Regions from separate parts of the Triticum aestivum genome. Here region 1 is linked to region 2. The links are chromatin contacts, called in public Hi-C maps. All regions are on one chromosome and are shown on one strand. The core of a region is the stretch at or near the end of the contact, and the rest is flanking DNA. Distances in the headings are between cores, read along the strand shown. Region 1 holds the start of LOC123136780 (protein LYK5). Region 2 holds the start of LOC123136777.

Evidence for each region. Hi-C and Micro-C count contacts between places; a contact is called where the count stands out from the background.
Region 1: a contact with region 2 is called in a Hi-C map of leaf, with 5 times the contacts expected there. The contact joins the promoter of LOC123136780 here to the promoter of LOC123136777 in region 2. A contact is called at or near these places in 2 of 5 Hi-C or Micro-C datasets (both in leaf).

The regions. Positions count from the first base shown.
Region 1 is chr6B:239,726,938-239,729,637 of IWGSC CS RefSeq v2.1, reverse strand. LOC123136780 (protein LYK5) reads left to right here and starts at 1,391. Exons shown (of 1, transcript XM_044556281.1): 1 at 1,391-2,700. The coding sequence starts at 1,499.
Region 2 is chr6B:239,088,277-239,090,976 of IWGSC CS RefSeq v2.1, reverse strand. It overlaps LOC123136777, which reads left to right and starts at 1,386. Exons shown (of 8, transcript XR_006467284.1): 1 at 1,386-1,629; 2 at 1,712-1,830; 3 at 2,383-2,463; 4 at 2,604-2,688.

The DNA.
Region 1 (2,700 bases), core at 142-2,641, 640 kb before region 2:
CATCTTGGCCTCCTCTCTCTCGCCCTACTACACTGGAGTCGTTTTCGGCGCCGATCATCTCGGTCTCCTCTCTCGTCCATTGCACTGATGATACCATGGCGCGAACACTGCATTCTCCTCCTCTGTCGATTGTCTTTGTGCAAGCACCGCAACTAGTTCGCCCACGGTGTCGCTCGCCCACAACTTCATGCTCGTCATGTCAGACACGACGCCACGACCACTATCCACCGCAGTCGCCATGGTCCGGCGCACACTGCATTTCTTCCCCCTTCTTCTGCTGGCTCTTAACCCTGTGTGTTAAGAGCAAGTGCTAGCTCTTAATTATACCTCATGCGTGCAACCAAATACCGTGTCCATGTGCCGCTTGGGCCAATTCAAACAACCAAATAAAATGCACTTGTGTATTACCTAATGCAGGAACCCTAGATGCAGGCAACCAAATAACTTGTAGATGACGCATTAGGCCTGTTTTTACTCAACCAGATTGGGTTGAGAAGTGTATGCCATACAGGTACCGTTCACAACCTTGAACCAAACACGCTGTAGTACTACGCAACAGTAGCTGAGTAGTAGTACAGGTAGATCTTGCCGGTGAGGCCAGTTGCCCGGGTTCGAAAGAAGAGAGGCTGGCCGCAGGTGGCGGCGGTGACGGGGCATCCCGGTCAGTTTCCGCGAAGGCACGGAGCTCTGGGACAGGTGTCCCACCACTCCCGTCGCTCGCAACCGCACCGGCGTTTATTCCGTCCGCCCGTCAGTGTCACGGGTACATGACCGTTCCTCCCTCCGTGTTTGCAGGTGCAGGTCGTCGTCCAACCGAGAGTTGATTTGAATATTGAACGCGGCGATTGGCCAATGAAGCTGGTCATCATGCGCCATGTCCAACGTTTCTTGCACCTGGCTGGATGGTAGAATTTTCGCATCTGACATTTAGGTGCCGCAGCTGGTCTGTGGGTCTGTGCTCGGGGATAATCTTGCTTCCCAAAAGCGATTAATTTGGCTAACCAGGCAAATCAGAAGCCTTTGATGGTCGAATCTGATTGCTCGGCGGTGCGTGTCTTCGCTGCCAGTAGAAATGGTGTGAATTCTACCACAAAATCTATACATAACTCATTCTATAAAGAAAATAAAAACATTAGATCACTACAAGGGAGTGATATTGTCAGTTGGCGCCACAATACCTGAGCTTCCGTAAAGTATTCGTTATGTTGTTAACCGAGCAAGAGAAATGGTCAAATGAAAGGCTCAAAGGAGAGCGAAAGGTTTGATAATTGACTCCCCATACCAGTTGACCTGCGTTCTGGCTCCAGCTGCACATCCCGCCCCCTGCCCGCCGCCACCCATGGAAAAACTAGAAGCAACGACCTTTGACTCCGTCCAACCATAGCACCACACATTACCCGACCGACCGAACGCGGCACACCACCGTCCTGAGTCCCCTCCCTCCCTGCCGTGCTTCCTTTCCCCACTCATCCCCTTTACAGGAAGCGCAACCGAAGCAATGGCCGCTCCGACGCGCCCGCGCGGGCTCGCCGCCACCAGCAGGGCGGCGCTCGCGCTCCTCGTCCTCCTCGCCGTCGCCGCGCCTCGGTGCCGCGTCGCGCGCGCGCAGCAGCAGTACGAGGCCAACAAGCAACTCAACTGCTACGGCACCAACGACAGCTCCGTGCTCGGCTACACCTGCAACGCCACCGCCGCGGCCCGTCCCTGCGCCTCCTACGTCGTCTTCCGCTCCTCCCCGCCCTACGACTCGCCCATCTCCATCTCCTACCTCCTCAACACCACCCCCGCCGTCCTCGCGGACGCCAACGCCGTGCCCACTGTCTCCCCGGTCGCCGCCTCCCGCCTCGTCCTCGCGCCGCTCAACTGCGGCTGCGCGCCCGGCGGCTACTACCAGCACAACACGTCCTATACCATCCAGTTCAGCAACGAGACCTACTTCATCACCGCCAACATCACCTACCAGGGCCTCACCACCTGCCAGGCGCTCATCGCGCAGAACCCCAACCACGATAGCCGCAAACTCGTCGTCGGGAACAACCTCACCGTGCCGCTCCGCTGCGCTTGCCCCTCGCCGGCGCAGGCCGCCTCCGGGGTCAGGCACCTGCTCACCTACCTCGTCACATGGGGCGACGCCATCGCCGACATCGCCGCCCGCTTCCGCGTCGACGCCCAGGCGGTGCTCCGCGCCAACAACCTAACCGACAGCGAGAACATATACCCCTTCACCACTCTGCTCATCCCGCTCAAGAGCGCGCCCACGCCGGACATGCTCGTGTCGCCGGCGCCACCGCCAGCACCGGCGCCACCGCAGGCCCAGCAGCCGCCGCCGTCTGGAGGGTCGGGCAGCGGGAAGGGGGTTGCTGTCGGGGTCGGTGTTGGTGTCGGCGTTCTTGCGCTGGCGGGACTTCTTGGCCTGATGTTCTTATGTGTCCGGCGGCGGCGGCGACCGCGGCCCGGCGTTGTGGAAGACGGCCATCCGGGGAAGGGCGTTCTCGACGTGCCCTCGTCTGCCGATTACGACCCTCTTGCCTCGGGCAAGCATACGTCCTCGGCTACGACGAACTCCTCGTCATCGTCGGCGTTTGTGTCCACCGACGCGCGCGCGGCGGTGGAGTCCCTGACCGTGTACAAGTACTCGGAACTCGAGAAGGCGACGGCAGGGTTCTCGGAGGACCGGAGGGTCAAGGACGCGTCCGTGTA
Region 2 (2,700 bases), core at 137-2,636:
AGCTCCTGTTCGCGGAATTCTCTATGAAGGATCTCGGCCCGCTCCACTACTTCCTCGGCATCGCCGTGACCAGGACGCCCGAAGGCTTCTTCCTCTCTCAGCGGCAATATGCTGCGGAGCTGCTGGGACGCGCAAACATGACCGAGTGCAAGCCGGTGTCCACGCCAGTCGACACTCACTCCAAGCTCTCCGCGACAGACGGCGCGCCAGTCCCTCACGCCTCCGAGTATCGCAGCTTGGCAGGCGCCCTGCAGTACATGACCATGACACGGCCCGACATCGCCTATGCCGTGCAACAGTGCTGCCTGGTCATGCACGACCCGCGCACTCCTCACCTTGCCTTGCTGAAGCGCATTTTGCGCTATCTCAGTGGCACCACCGAGTACGGCCTCCACCTGCACCCGTCGGCGTCGCTCGCGCTCCCGTCGGCGTCGCTCGCGCTCACCGCGTACTCGGACGCAGACTGGGCAGGCTGCCCGGACACGCGGCGCTCCACCTCCGGCTACACTGTCTACCTCGGCGACTCCTTGGTCTCTTGGTCATCCAAGCGCCAGGCTACGGTCTCCCGTTCCAGCGCGGAAGCAGAATACCGTGCCGTCGCCAACACCGTCGCGGAGTGCTGCTGGCTTCGCCAACTCCTTGGTGAGCTGCACGTCTCCCTCCCCAAGGCCACTGTCATCTTCTGCGACAACATTTCGTCCGTCTACATGGCTGCCAACCCCGTCCACCATCGACGCACGAAACACATCGAGCTCGACATCCACTTCGTCCGAGAGAAGGTCGCCCTTGGTCACCTCCGTGTCTTGCACGTGCCCACCACGCATCAGTTCGCTGACGTCCTGACCAAGGGGCTATCGACACCGGCGTTCCAGGAGTTCCGGTCCAGCTTATGCATCCGGCCACCCGATGCTTCAGCTGCGGCGGGGTGTAAGCAGTTGCTGCCCTAGACTAGCTGCATGGCCATGCACGTCGTGCATGCCCCCCCACCTCTCGCACGTCGTGTGTCCCACTCTCCCTCTCTCTCCTGCGCTACGCGCCCTGTACATGTACGGCTCGTGTATATAATCACAGGAATGCAATGAGAGCACTCAAGGTGCATTATTCTCTCTATCTCTCCCACTCACACAGATCAAAGGAGATAGAAGAAGAAAAATTACATTGATGCAATGAATATAGATGAGCATCTGAAAGGAGTCATCACAAAGGCAATTAAGGATGTCAGAATTCTTGACATTCCATTTTCCAAAGCATTTTACAAGCTTATCCTAGGACAGGTATTTTGGACCTTGCATTCTTGAAATATATATCATGTTTGTTACGCTTTCTTACTTTTGTTAGTCGATCTAATAAGCTTTTCTTTGTTAGGAGCTTAATATATATGATATCAGTTCCTTTGATCCTGAGCTGTTAATATATATGATATCAGTTCATTTGATCCTGAGCTGGCAACAACCCTTATGGAGTTGAAAGCACTTGTCAAAAGAGATACTTAGAATCATCTTCAATGGGGGATACCAGAGCACATCTGATTTGTGTTAACGAGGTTGTAAAATTGAGGATCTTGCTATTGACTTTGTTGTCCCCGTGTATCCAGAATATGTGCTTTCTTCAGAGGGTACCTCAGATAATGTAACTGATTTGACTCTGCACTCTCAGTTGCTGGCTTATCAGCAGATTAAAGTATTCTCTAAATTACTCATGTTATTTTCAGGTAACTGATGAGAGTTTGGATGAATATGTTTATTTTGTTGTCGACACTGCGGTTAAAAGTGGAATCTCAAGACAACTGGAGGCTTTTAAATCAGGATTCAGTCAGTATGCTGTATCATGGTGCTGCTCTCGTCTTTTATACTCCCTCCTTAAAGAAATATAAGAGCGTTTAGATCACTAAAGTAGTGATCTAAACGCTCTTATATTTCTTTACAGAGGGAGTACTTGGGTAACTTGGGGCAGCTTTTCAGTTACAAGTTCTACTCCCTTTGACAAAGTATTAGGTTGCTTTTTCCTACTAGCATTTTATCTTTAGACGAACTTGGCAGTAATGCTTTAATTAGACAATGCAAAAACCTTTCCTTATTTTTTTAACCCTGTGTATTTCTTAAGCAATCTTAATCCAATATGTATAAAATTATACTTGTTTCTGATAGTAATGACTCCCTCTGTCCTTTTATTACATCTGTCCGTTCTGGTGTATTTAGATGTTAGGTTACTTTCTGTACTTTGCTCTGTAACTCATGAGCCTTACATGGGCCCTATAGGGTGACATGCACTCGATGTTCACCTTCTCATTTTATACATTTCACTCTTCTCTGGTGTTGTCTCTTACTGCCCGCACAGTCGAAAAATCATTTTGTCGTTGTCCACTGACACTGGGTATTGCAGGTATTTTTACTAAGCACACTTCAGGTATTCTCGGAGGATGAGCTGGAGAGATGACTCTGCGGAGAACAAGATAATTGGGATGTATGTGCTTGTCTTTTGTTGGAAGTTGTTGATATTTTTTTTGTAACCATTCAATTTTCGCTACTGACCCCTTGCTTCTGATAATTTTGTGGAACTTGCGGATCACATAAAATTTGATCATGGCTACGCACCTCCAGCAGTCCTGCAATCATTCTCTCTGATGATGACCTGCCGAGTGTGATGATTTGTGCTAACTATCTCAAGTGACCTGCCTACTGCACCAAGGTCTGAACTCAC